2 separate regions of the Xenopus laevis genome follow, and region 1 is linked to region 2. The links are chromatin contacts, called in public Hi-C maps. All regions are on one chromosome and are shown on one strand. Each heading gives the region's core, a stretch centred on a gene start, on an enhancer-like site or on the middle of the called end of the contact. The rest is flanking DNA. Distances are from core to core; before and after follow the strand shown.

Region 1 (7,255 bases), core at 2,056-4,555, 38 kb before region 2:
CCACTTTATTACACAATTTATGGACTGTTTGAGTTCTTTGTATGTGTGGATTACTTGGGTTGTTATCGACATCTGGTGTAAATTTCATGTCAATAGCCCTATTAGAAATATATTTACTGAAAAAAAGGTTGACATGTTCAATACTTATCTTCCCTGCAGTATTTTGGCGATATGCAAGCGACTTCGGAATGCCGAAGCAATCCGACTGCCATTCCTCCGGCGATTTACATTCTAGCCGGCAGGAAGGCAGTTTGAGGAGATTAGTGGATCGAAGAAGAAGCAATTTGTCGCTGGGCAATTAATCTCCCGAAATAACAGTGTGCCCTGGCCCTAAAGGGGAAGGTCACATTTAAATTATACTGTAATTCATAAAATCCAAAGTATGCTACAGATAAACCATTTCATATGAGTAGTTTTGAGGATTTTCAATTAAAGTTCCCATTTCAGGTCCATTTGGTCAGGAACCCCTTGGCTCACACTACGATGACATGTATGTGGACTCAAAATATGGACTAAATGTGACCCTTTAAAAGATTTTTTTTGGATCCAAGTCTGCCCAAGGTAGCCATAAACGTTATACAGGTATGGGACCGCTTATCCAGAATGATCGGGACCTGGGGTTTCCCAGATAATGGATCTTTCCGTAATTTGGATTATCATACCTTACCTCTACTAGAGAATCATTTAAACATTAAATAAACCCAATAACCTGGCTTTGCTTCCAATAAGGATTCAGCTTATCCAGGGTTTCACCAGGCCAAACCTCCTGAGGTCCAATACACAGGCCTATAAAGTACAGAGTCTGGAAAGGAAGCAATTAATTTTTATCAGCCCATGTATGGCCAACTTAAGATCCATTGGTAGTGCTTGTGATAATATAGCTTATTATATAGCATTATGCTTGAACGTATATTAATATCCCCCCCCCCACATTGCTCCAACAAATGGTATGCAACCGATAACCTTTGCTCTGTTTAATGCTAAGTGTAGCCAGACAGCATTCTTTGGTATTTGACCCCCACTGTGAGGGCAAACAATCCCAGGACCCTCTATAACAAAATACCCAAGATTTGTGCACGGTCTGGATTCTATATGCAGACTAAACTGGGCACCTCATTGTTCAAGCAGTCTTAGCTGTGATTGGCACTATCATAATTCAGGGCTGGATTGGTACCTATAATGGCCCACTCAAAAAGTAATGTTAATTGGCCCCTCTGGAAGCTGCATTTGTGGTTGGCAGAAAGACTCAAACCCTGTTTTGTGTTTACGACAGGGAGGGTTCCTTTTATGGCTTACAAAGCTGGCTAACAAGATATCTAAATTGTTAGTCTTTCTTTTTATATATACATGGAAGATCACAGAGATGGCCCGGCTGTAAACAATCACAGCTGTACCCACATGTTCCAGTAACCAGCTATAGCAGTGCCCAACCCTGGCATCATTTACAGGCAGAACCACTAGGTGCAGGCTGGCTTCCATCTAGACTTTGAGGAAAACCTGTAATTTTGAAGATACCATGCGACAATAAAGATCCTCATTCTCTAAAGGAGTTGTGTGTGCGCGCGAGTCCTACCCTATGCCAACGTCCTCTTACAGCTTTGTCCCATTACACTGCTTGCATACAGAATATTTAGTCACCGTTAGTGAACAAAAGCACTTTTCAAGAAGTGTATCTGAGGTAGTCATAAGCTGTTCAAGAAGAAAGTTTTTTTAGTTTTGATATTGTACAGGTATTATTAGTACTAGCATCCTTACACATAACAGTTCAATATGTAAATGCGCTGCTACCAAAATGCAATGATAAGGTGCAGGGATTCTGGAAGAGATATAAGGTCATACTGCAGAGCTGATCTCAAAATACCATGCACAGGAGGGCAAGTGAAGCAGAACAAACATTTTTAAATGAAGTCACACGAAGTGTGACAAAGCTATTGGGCATCAGGCACACCTCCAAAATTGGGCAAAATCGTAATGCATCAGCAGGGAAAGTGCTTTTCCTTGTAGTTTGTATTTTTAAGCTAAAGCATGTCCGTGAACCAGTTAAATACAGATATGGGATTCATTTTCCAGAAAGCTCAGAATTACAGAATGTCCATCTCCCATAGACTCCATTTTATTTAAATAGTTACATAGTTCCTTTTTCTCTATAATAAACAGTACCTTGTACTTGATGCAAACAATGATATACATAATCCTATTGAAAGCAAAAACAGTCTGTTGGGTTTATTTAATGTTTACATGATTTTCTAGTAGATGTAAAGGAGAAGGAAAGGTTAAAACGTAAATCTGTCAAAAGCAACACTGCATTTCTTTCCTTCTATTGTGTACACATGGGCTTCTGTATCAGACTTCCTGCCTTCAGCTTAAACCTCATTGCCCCAGGCGTGACCATGCTCAGTTTGCTCCTCTTTCCTCACCCCCTCTTTCTCTGCTGTAATCGGAGCCCAGAGCTATAATTGAGAAGGGAGAGACTAAGGCAGGAAGTGATGTCACAGCAAGCTAATACTGCCGCTGCTATCCTAAACAAACAGAGAGCTGTTAGAGCGGGTTACTCAGGTATGGTAAAACATTCTACAGAATAAATATAGCATTCTAGCTTGCACTATTGTGGCTAATCTATAGGCAATAAAATGCCCCAATAGATTTCCTTCTCCTTTAAGGTATGAAGATCCAAATTACAGAAAGATCAGTAATCTGGAAAACCCCAGGTCCAGAGCATTCTGGACAACAGGTCCCATACATGTACACAAGCAGCCAGCAGGTTAAGGTAAGAGGGGATCCTACAAGAGGTTTTAGATGATCAAACACACTGTGGCAAAGTGTTTGTTCTGCTTCACTTGCCCTCCTGAGACTGGTATTTTGAAATAAGCTCAATGCACACATTTATCATAGTGTCCAGCCTGCGGCCTTCCAAATGCTGAAGGGCTACAACTCCCAAAACAGGGGGAGGGGCTGTAAACTAGTTCTAATACCTCAGGCTATTGCACATACAACGCAGGTTATCTCGTCTCTAACGCAGCCTCGTCCTCTAACAGAGCCCAATTCTAGTACAGGAAAACTCCATTAACCAAAGGCCAAGGCACAGCGGCCTAGTCAATGCAATTCAAACATTCGCCCCAACCCGCACAATCTCATAATACCTTTGAATAAATAATCGTATTCGTCATCTCTGGCTCCCATTTTTTCCTAGAGATCTTCTCCCGGTTAACAAACCAGCGACCGTCCAGGTGAAACAGCGATACTAACACTAAATTCAGAGGCAGAACAAAATGTTTGAACGACCGGCGAAATACCCAATCCTAAACCACAACACTAAAACAGACGGATTAAATGAGAGTCACGAGAGCCAATAACAGCAGGGCTAGGCTCTTTCCTCTCCCCTTGAAGGGCGGGTTAAATTCATAAGTGACCAGGGTGACAGCCTTTCATGTAGCGTTTATGACGAAACGGAAGGGATAAAAAAAATGAAGATATTACTGGCTAGTCGAGTTGCAGGAAAGGCGTACCGCGTAGGTTAAACCAATAACAGCTCGGCGAGATGTGATCGATAGGCCAATTGGCCAATGGGAGAGACTGATAACGAGCTGCAGGTATGGGTTGTGTTATGTGGGCTTCTATCCATTGAGGAGTGGTATGTGGTCTGGGCTCGGATAGTTCTGCATTCCTTTGCCACTGTTTTTCCTGCTGCACAGCATTAGTTTCATAAACAAACCATTGTTCTCCTGCTCTCCTCCAGTACCTCATTCAGCTTAGTCATTGAATGTACATGTATTTATTCTGTACAGGTTTTCTATCGTTATGGGGTGTGCACATAATCGCCACATACCCTAAACCAGGGATCCCCAACCTTTTGAACCCGTGAGCAACATTCAGAAGTAAAAGGAGTTGGGGAGCAACATTAACATTAAAAATGTTATTGGGGTCCCAAATAAGTGCTGTGATTGGCCATTTTGCAGCCCCTATGTGGATTGTCAACCTACATTGAGGCTCTTTTTGGCATTACACCTGGATTTTATGCAACCAGAACTTGCCTCCAAGTCAGCAATTTAAAAATAAGCACCTGCTCTGAGGCCACCGAGAGCAACATCCAAGGGGGTGGAGAGCAACATGTTGCTCACGAGCTACTGGTTGGGGATCACTGCCCTAAACCAAAGAGCAATGTTGGTGAAGGGATGTGACCAACATTTCTGACTTGTTTTCCTGCTTCCTTATTATTTCCTCACATGTTACTAATTCATTTGTGGCTGTACAACTCTGAAGGACTTCAGTCAACGCCTAAATACAATATAAGGTGGTGGCAGCTTCCAAATCCTCAATAAACTAAGACACCGCCACTTACCTGTATGTGTTTTTTATATAGCTGAACTAGTTGAACTAATTTAGAAAATATACGCAAGATAATTGTTTGCCAAATGTCACTCAGATATGACAAATGCTATTTTGAAGTATTTTTCCTAAAATAATTTTTTTTAAAAACATGTTATATATTACATGTGTGCATTTATTCCTTAAAGGCGACCCGTCACCCAAAAAAATTGTTCATAATCCTATTTTATCACATCAGTCAAGCAAAATGAACTTTAATTACACTATATAAATTAATTGAATCTTGTTTCCTTCAGTCTGGGAATTCAAAATTATAGCAAGCAGGCAGGAGCCATTTTGTGGACACTTTTATTAAGACAAGCTTTGCATCAAGAATCTTGTTTGTGCACTAGAATGGGGGACCTGATGTCCATCCCCATGCCCTGGCTACACAATTAAACAGTGAAGAGAACGGGGGAATGTGGGGAGAGCAGAGATTTCTAGGTAGTGCTGAATGGAAAGTGAAAGTAACTGTCTGCCGGGCATAGAGGCGGGACAGACAATATTTGATTGTCAGCTGAGATGTTTAAATGAACTTACAACCGCTATGAATGCTTTAATAAAAAATAGAAATTGGATTTCATGTTTGATTTGAAAAGGACTTTTATTATACAGCTTTTTGTGTCTGGGTGACACTTATAATTGGAAGAAATCAATATTCATTTACTTTTGCTAAAGGAAAGCCCACATACATTGGTTCAAGGATGTCATAGTATATACTAACCACTAACTAATAAAAGGAGATGGAGTGACATTTGATAGGCCAGCACCATTAGTTGCAATTATGCACAGTTTTTTCTTACCATAACTGTATGATTATTTATATATGTGCCCCTTAAAACTTAGAGGCAGATTTATCAAGGGTCACATTGAAAATTCAAATTTTTTATGGTCAAATTAGACTAGGCAGGTATTCAAATTAGAATTCAGTTTTTATAAAAATTTGAATTTGAGACTTATCATACTCTGACCCTTTAAGAACTCGAATTCCACTATTTGCCATCTAAAACCTGCCAAATTGCTGTTTTAAGTAAATGGGAGAGGGCCAGGAATCAATTTTGAGTTGTTTGCAGCCTTCCTGAAATTAAAGTTTTGTTTTGGAGAATCGAGTTTTTTTTAATTTGAATCGAATTTTATTCGAGTTTTCCGGTCGATTCTATTCATCCGAGTTTTAGAAATTTTGTTTTAATAATAAATTTCGATTGGTCGAATTTCGAGTTCATGGGAGTTTTAAAACAACTCATATGAAATCGAAATTTGACCCTTGATAAATGTGCCTCTTAATGTACTCATAATAAAATATGCATTGTAGCTCTCTTGGCTTCCACTGATTAGTTACCAGGCAGTAACCAATCAGTGACCTGAGGGGGCCACATAGGTCATAACTGTTTGCTTTTGAATCTGAGCTGCATGCTAAGGATCAATTGCAAACTCACTGAACAGTTATGTTCCTTGTGGCCCTCTATAGTCGCTGACTTACTCAGAGTTAGAGAGATGAAAATCAGGAAGTAGTGTTCTGGCTATTATGTTAGACTTCCAGTCACTCCAGCCTTTATACATTATATTTTTGGCTAACTAACTATATTAGAAACATTTTTTCATTTCAAACCTGGAGACATAGGTACATTGCTGGCAGTATGTCTGCCCCTGCCAAGAACATAGTAACTGACTGAGCCAGAAATTGTACTATTGTAAAATGGACAAAACACCACACATTGTAGCAGCGCACTCTGATGTCTTTAAAGAATCGCACACTCACAAATGGACAAAAGGTGTCAGCAGTGAGTTTACGCAGAACAATAACAATTTATACCCAAATATTCATCTGAAGTTACTTTTCTAAAGTGCATGAAAAGGGTTGCCAACCAGCTGGTATTTTGATCTGCAAGCCAGTAAATATTATATTTGGTGCTTATGTTATAAAAAGGGAAGAATGATAAGTACAAAAAAAAGTTTAGCTCCTAGCTAAACTTTTATTACATAATCCCTTAAACCTCAAAGACAGGCTATACCTCATGTTTTGGGTTTCTGTACAAACCCAAGGTCTTCATTGCCCTTTAGCTGGAAACATCTGAGCTTCAAAAATGCACATACCTTTTTTTTTGCTGATTAACAACACATGTTTAGCATGCTTCAGGTGCTTTAGCTCTGGGTCTTACTCAAAAGTATACAGTTTATTTGTACACAATACAATTAAAGATACAATGCTGTTTTGCATGTCTCTATATGAAAAGTAACAAGCATAAGGCTGCAATATTATTGAGCGAGAGGCAGAGTAGTTGCCCTGCACTAGTAAAACTGCTGTGTTTGCTTCAGACACACTACTATTTATATAAATAAGATACTGTGTAGCAATGGGGGCAGCCATTCAAATGAGAAAAGGCTCAAATTACACAGCAGATAGCAGATAGTGTAAGCTCTGTAGAACATAATGTTATCTGTTATACACTATTTAACCTGTGCCATATAGCCTTTTTTAAATTTCCACCATTGCTATTCAACGGCTTGTTAATATGAACTATAGTAGTGTTTCTGAAGCAAACAGATCTGTTTCACCAGTGCAGGGCAAAACTACATGATATTCTCATTACTTTAAAACACTAAAATTTTTTGGTGTTACTGTTCCTTTAAGCGCATAATGGGGACCTATGTAATTAAGCCATAGCAACCATTCAGCAGATACCATTTACTGGTCAGTGTTTTTGAAAACATCAGATTTGTTATGGATTGCTAGATGTTGGCAAATGTTGCACGAGAGCCTTTTTAAACTTTATACAATTTTAACTATGCATTGTAAACCGAAGATGCAGTTTGACCACTCTTTATGGCTTTGTCCAGATGTACCAGGTCAGAGATAAACCAAAGCAGATACTTTAAGACATTAAACACG
Region 2 (7,018 bases), core at 1,375-3,874:
GCCTCAAATACTAAGAATATCCTATAAACAAAAATTAATTAAATCAACAAAAAAATTTTTGGTTTTTTATCAGGTCATTGCTTTTCTGACACTGGTTTAGAATAAAAATTATCTTTGCATCTGTATAAAATATCTTTACTAATAATATATTATTATGAATCTATATTTGCAACAATATACTCACTGTATGGGGTTACCTTTATGAGATGTTATGCTTTGAAGGTATTTGAATATAGAGACCAGGCATTCTGAGTGCATCCTGTGCCCACCATTGCTCCCTAAACACAGGTTTGAACTGGGCCGGTATGAAAAATAAAGTTTCAGCTTCTCAATAGCAGCAATGATCCAGGACTTCAAACCAGTCTCAGGAGATCACCATCTTGGAAAGTGTCTGTGACACTCACATGCTCAGTGGGCTCTGAGCAGCTGTTGAGAAGATAAGCTTAGAGGTCGTCACTAATTATCAAGCAGAAAATGAGGTTGGTCTGTAATATAAGATGATGCTACAAGGCTTATAATTTATGCTGATGCTAGTTGCACTGGTTTATGGGCTGCCATGTAGTAATTATCTGTATTAATTACTAATCAGCCTTATTATGACATTTATATTCTGTATATACAGTATATTGTAAGTTGGTTCCTAAGTTCAGTAACTGAGAGCAGCACAGAGCATGTGCAGTGAATCAACAGAAAAGAAGATGGGGAGCTACTGGAGCATTTTTGGAGGCCTAAATCGACAGTCGAGCTTAATTTCTCCTTTAAGATCTACAATTATTTTAGTATATAGAAGATATCAGTATATACAGTTTATATATATTATATATTTATATATGTGCATAGATAGTTCTGTATAGGTATGTGTATATATCTATAAAATATTAACTGAGATTAATTTGAATTTGATCAAATTTTGTCTTTTTTAAACCTAAATTAACTATGTAATATCTGACTTGTATAGAGAGGAAGAGGCTGTGCTGTATTCATCTGTAAAGCTGGCCATAGATGTAAAGATTTTTAAAAGATCTTTTCATTACCGTGAGACCACGATTATCTCGAAACGATTGTTTAAATGTACGATTTGTCCATCAACTAAAAAGACTATTCAAGTAATACTGCCAGGAAAACTGAGGGTAGCTGCCTGCTTGGCCCTGCAAACATAGATAGCTTGCACTGGGACTAAAAAAAAATGTTTTAACCTGGCAGATCAATTTTCTGACAGATGGACTAAAAATCATAAGATGACAATCGTTTGATTCCCGCTAACCTCATGATATTTGAAGAATTGGTCGGATTGCACTGAAATCGTTCATTCACCAACGAAAGATCTTTGTGTCTATGGGGACCTTTAGTTGCAGGTCTTTATGCTCCATTATGAATGGCAAAGTCCTGCATCTCTAGGCGCTAAGGATGGCCATACACGGGCCGATAAAAGCTGCCAACAGACCGAGTCGGCAGCTTATTGGCCAGTGTATCAGGCCCCCCCGACGGGCTTCCCCAATCGAGATCTGGCCGAAAGTCGACCAGATCTCGATCGGATGGGACTAAAAATCCCGTCGGATCGCGGCCGTGATCTTAAAATGTCGGATCGCGGCCGCATATGTTCGTTGATGCGGTCCCGCATCCCGACCACCCGTTCCCATTCGCTAGGGCCCACGATCGGATCAGCCCGATATTGCCCACCTCAAGGTGGGCATATCAGAGAGAGATCCGCTCGTTTGGCGACATCGCCAAACGAGCGGATCTCTCCGTGTATGGCCAATTTAAGTGTACCACAGGGTGCAAAATGCAGGAAAGACCTGTTTGTTTGCACTTTGCACCCTGCCCATGTAGTAAGTGAGGCCTGCTTTGCTTACTGTGCTGGTAGCAGCAAGGCTGATGACATTTGTATTATTTTCCTTTATGTGAATAACAAAGCACCAGTGAATTTAAGGTAAGTTTCATACTGTTCTAAGCATAATATACAGAGAGCCTATTCTTTTACTTCTGTTATGAAGTAAGCATTTACAGAAAGTGCAAATTCTTGGCATAAATGTGGTTTCAGGGAATGTGCAAAAAACTGTGAGATAGGTTTGGCCTCAAAAACAAGTGCAGAGAAACAAAAGTGTCAGATTACCTGTCTCAGATTGCAATACTATGTCGGGATATTCCTTCTATGTTTATATATAGAGAGAGGAATATATATGTATCATTGTGGTATAAAATAAATCCAGCACATAGGGTCACATTTAAAAACTAACTTTACCAAAGTTTGCATCATTACATGGTAAATGCACTTAATTTCAAGTAATGTGCCTAATTTTTGCAATACAATTGTAGTGGCAAAATTACTTTTGGTGAAAAAATGCATTGGCTCTGCAGTAGGGTTGCAACCTCACTGGCATTTCACCAGCCTATCCAATAAAATACCTGCCGAGGCCGGCGCTAATACCACAAATGTACCAGACTGACCCAATTCCCAGCCAATCTCCCTTATCTTGCTCTTACCCAGACAGTCCCCGAACCCTTACTACTTACTAGTTATCTAATCACTGCCTTATGCTCTCATCAGTGGCATAGTATCACCAGGGCCGTTTTAAGGCCTTGGTGGGCCCTGTGGAAAGAGTCAACTAGTGGGCCCTCCAACTTTTTTTAAACCGGTCCCGCCTCCCTGTGTTTCCTCCCTCCATCGTCCTCCCTGTGTGCCTCCCCTCCCTCCATCTTCCTCCCTCCCTGTGTCCCCTCCTTCCGTTTTCCTCCCTGCATGCGCCCCCTCCCTCCATCTTCCTCCCTCCCTGTGACCCCTCCTTCCGTCTTACGCCCTGTGTACCTCCCCTCCCTCCATCTTCCTCCCTCCCTGTGTCCCCTACTTCCGTCTTCCTCCTTGCGTGCGTCCCCTCCCTCCATCTTCCTCCCTCCCTGTGTCTCGCCCCGCCCCCTCTATTTTTTGGCGCAGTGGGCCCCCAAAAGCAGTGGACCCTGGACAGACGCCCTTTAATTTGCATTGTTAAAGCGGCCCTGAGTCCCACCTCTTTTTAAACCATAACTCCACCCATTTGTCCTGCCCCCTCCTCTACATCATCACTCCCTTTTTCAATTGTCTCTAGCAAAAGGTGGCAACCCTACTCTGCAGTGGCATAAATGTAAAATGATTTATTGTACTTGTATTTTAATAAATGCAAATTAAATTTTTATTTCTTATTTACAATGAAAGTTTGTCATTTCTCACTATTAAATATGCCACTAAGTGAGCCTCAGGTACTCCAGTGTCCTAGTCGGTACATTCAAAGGTGGTGTTGCTTGTCATATTATCATGATTCCATATGACAAGCGTGGAAATGATGGCTTTGACCAGTTTCTTTTATATATTCTCCCCCTTAGACTTAAAGGCATAGTTTATCTTAATTTTATGTTATTTTATAGAATAGTACTAGAAACATTTCTATTGCCTTCATGGTTTTTGTTTTTTATTTTTAAAACGATATGCTTTCCTCTTCCGTCTCTTTCTAGATTGCAATATAAAATGTTAGCTGATTGCTGGGGCCATTCACTCCAGCAACAAAATATATGATGCTCCTAACTCTGACAACTGCATGACGGTGTTAGGTTCCCATCTAGTGGAACTGTACAGTATTGTAATGCTACGTCTCCAGTACAGTTCTATTATTTTACTTTGTATATTATCCAGGGAATTGGTATTTTAGCTCCTCTTTTCACTTTATTTGTGCCATGATATATATGAGGTATATAATATGAGCTTACCCAGCTTACTTAACTACTTAAATATACAATGAATCTGTGATGCCATGAATTGTATTTGGCACCAAGTTTGAACCACTGGGTTTATAGGTTGTGGTGATGTCTTGCTGGTCATAAACATCTTGAGAAAGATCTCCTGAGAGGGACCAAACTTTGACACAATAAATATTTGACAGAGGCAAAAAAAGAAACAATGTAGAGCACACTGCCTCATAAAATAAGACTATTATTTACTGATCCATTAAAAAATGCAGATGGCTGCTGTGAAATTAACGTCTAACACGTTTCAGGAATACCCTTCATCATAGACAATACATGTTTGAATAAATTGGAGTGCAAATTGCACTGGATTGTACATACTTAATCTTGTAGCTGGGAATGCTCCTCTATTTTATCCTGAAATATATATATATAATTATTATTATTATTATTAACATGTATTTATATAGCGCCAACATATTGCGTAGCGCTGTAAAGTAAATGTGATTATACAACTAAATCACATGATTTATACACATAGAATATATGGAGTTACATACATCACAATCAATACCGGTACAAAAGGTGAGGAAGGCCCTATGCAAAAGAGCATACACTCTAAAGGGAAGGGAGTAATACACAAGGTGTGGGAGTGGGGCAAGATCGAATTAAGTGGGTGAGAAATGTGGTACTGTATGTGGTGTTGCATTTGGTAGTTAAGCAGAATGAGGATAGGCTTCTCGAAAGAAGTGCGTTTTAAGAGATTTCTTGAAAGCAGAAAGGTTGGGAGAAAGTCGGACAGACCGTGGGAGAGAGTTCCAGAGGAGGGGTGCAGCCCTTGCAAAGTCTTGATATATATATTGAACCTGGGCTTTGATGAATAACAGGGCTTGGCCTTTCTTCCAAAATGATATAGTTTATTATTGTGTTATGTATAGTTTAACATTTATACTCTATTTACACTCTACTTAAAAAGCTCCTGAAGTTACATAGGTGTGCCAGCAGTAGGCAGCTTGCTGGATTTTAATAATGAATTAATTTCCTTCACGTTACCTAACATTATCTTAATACCTAGTTACTGTCTCCAGAGGCCAGACCGATTTACTGACAAGACAATTTAGCCGAGAACAAGAGCAGGATCTGCTGTATGGTAGTTACACCTCTGTCTGATTTGACTATAGCAAGTCTTCTACCCCTTAAACACAAACTGAATTACATTATTCTGCACTATGCAGCTTTAACAACCTACATTAAATGTGTTTGTTCTACATTGATATACTGTACATCTGAGCACTGTGATGTGATTAGACTCTGCTTATGTGAGTGGTCTCAGACTGAACAGAACGTGGAATTAGTGCCAATGTGTGAGTAGCAAAGCCAGGGGCTCTGTGCCAATGAGGCGAGTCGAGAAACTTGCAGTTCCCCAACAGTTACCAAAGACAGCAAAAAGCCATTCCAGGTAACTTTGACAGCCAAATTTGTGGTTATTAACCCTACTTAATATAACAAAAACAAATTAAGCAACATTTTATAGAGACTGTTTGACTGATTGTCACTCAGACCAGTTTTTGCTGTAGTGAAGCTTAAAGTCAAGTTTCTCTTCCAGAGGTACACAGATACAGACAGTTTTATATAGTGCCATGGTTTCAAGCCCATCACCCCAATATTGTGAGACTGCTACTGTACACTATGCTTATATGTCAGTGTGGTTGATTAATGGAATCACTGACACTTGGCAGAAAACTGTGGAAAGTGGTACTGAAATTAAACATTTTTAAATGTATTTGTCAGTGCAAGTATGGAATTGATTATCTGGAAATTATACAGAAAGCTCTGCAAAACATTATTGTCATTTCTCATAGATCCTAGTTAAACATGCAATGCTCAGAATCCTCTTTTCTGTACATTCTAGAGAACACCCTAATGGGTGAAAATTAAGCAGAAATAAATCCTTGTTGGTGGCAAAACAGCATTGGGTTTTTCATCTTCTATCTAGATGATAGAGACCCATGCCTCCTTTACCTTTCACATCCACCGATACTCCATTGAACTTCTGAGATGAGTTAAAGTCTGTCATGATTTCTAATTGGATAGCTGTCAGATATGAGAGGATTGTAGGTTGTTAAAACGTAGTTTCATTCATATCCATGTGCTTAACATTGAACAAACCCTCAGATGGAATCTGGACATGTTGGGCTTTCTTAAATGGGTTGTTCACCATCCAAATACTTTTTCAGTTGAGTTGTTGACATCTTCCAGAGGGAGAAAGTGGGAGATGTGTTGGTACAGAAAAACTGAGGGAGACTCAGGGGCATGGTTGGCCTTGGTCTTGCACTGCAAAGAGATTTAGAGGAGTGTGACAGGGGAAACTGAATGCTACTAAGTTCAGTGCCAGTATTGGGCTGATCCATGAAGCCCATAGATCATCTCAGTATGAGAGATTAATAATAAGGACAAAGTGCTGCAGACCCCCCTGCCTTCTCAATATCACCATCACGATTACTGTACTTCCAGCTGCACGGGAATTGAGGTGTAGCTATCAGGGGTTACTTACCAAGTCTCTGACACACCTTGCACACAGGTTAGACTAGCAGAGCAGCACCCCACAGACCAACCAACACCCACACAACTTTCATACTTTAGACTGGCGATATAGTGGTTAAGGTTTAAGATAACTGAAACACACGGTCTTCAATCAAAGGGTTAATCGGCATACACACAAATTAGAATATCCATTCAGCGTGCAGTGGGGTAAGGCTCACATGTACACACTTCTGGGCTAGGGTTGTTTAGAACATCAAGGAAAAAAGTATTAAAGTTTATATTTAACATTATAAAAGGTATAACATTGCAAATTAACAAAGCGATGTTACAAAAAGAGACTCATGAAAAATACCAATAGTTTATAAAAGAAAAAACATTGAAACCTATACTTAGCTCTAAATATGGAATGTCCTAGTGCTGGATGCAAGGAGAAATAAACTGGATAAACCCCCCATGGAAAAGGGATCCTAAAGTAAATCCAAGTTTAGTCAGAAGAGATGATTATTTATCATTGATTTCAGGGGGGTCAGGTAACTGGACACTTTCCCCTCCCTCAGGAATGCAAGGGGCTGTGGCCGAACAGGACACTATGGGGCAAATTTACTAAAGGGCAAAGTGATGTTATTTCAGGACTTTGCTGATTTACTAAGGGGCGCTGGCGTAAATTCGCTAGTGAAGCAGATAGACTGTAGCACTACTTCACACTCTAACGCCAGGCGAATTTTTGCTCTGGTGAATGGACGTAACTATGCAAATTCAC

The links. Hi-C and Micro-C count contacts between places; a contact is called where the count stands out from the background.
Region 1: a contact with region 2 is called in a Hi-C map of the XL177 cell line, with 2.9 times the contacts expected there. The contact joins the promoter of rab11b.1.S here to the enhancer-like site in region 2. A contact is called at or near these places in 2 of 4 Hi-C or Micro-C datasets (the XL177 cell line and the XTC cell line).

The regions. Positions count from the first base shown.
Region 1 is chr1S:92,051,212-92,058,466 of Xenopus_laevis_v10.1, reverse strand. It overlaps rab11b.1.S (RAB11B, member RAS oncogene family, gene 1 S homeolog), which reads right to left and starts at 3,305. Exons shown (of 5, transcript NM_001086663.1): 1 at 3,141-3,305. The coding sequence starts at 3,180.
Region 2 is chr1S:92,012,682-92,019,699 of Xenopus_laevis_v10.1, reverse strand. No RefSeq gene overlaps it. Among protein-coding and RNA genes, the nearest start is that of angptl4.S, 21 kb to the left of the region's middle. Within about 2 kb of position 2,624, at least 1 of the 7 cell types and tissues checked has an H3K27ac peak or open chromatin away from gene starts, as enhancers often do.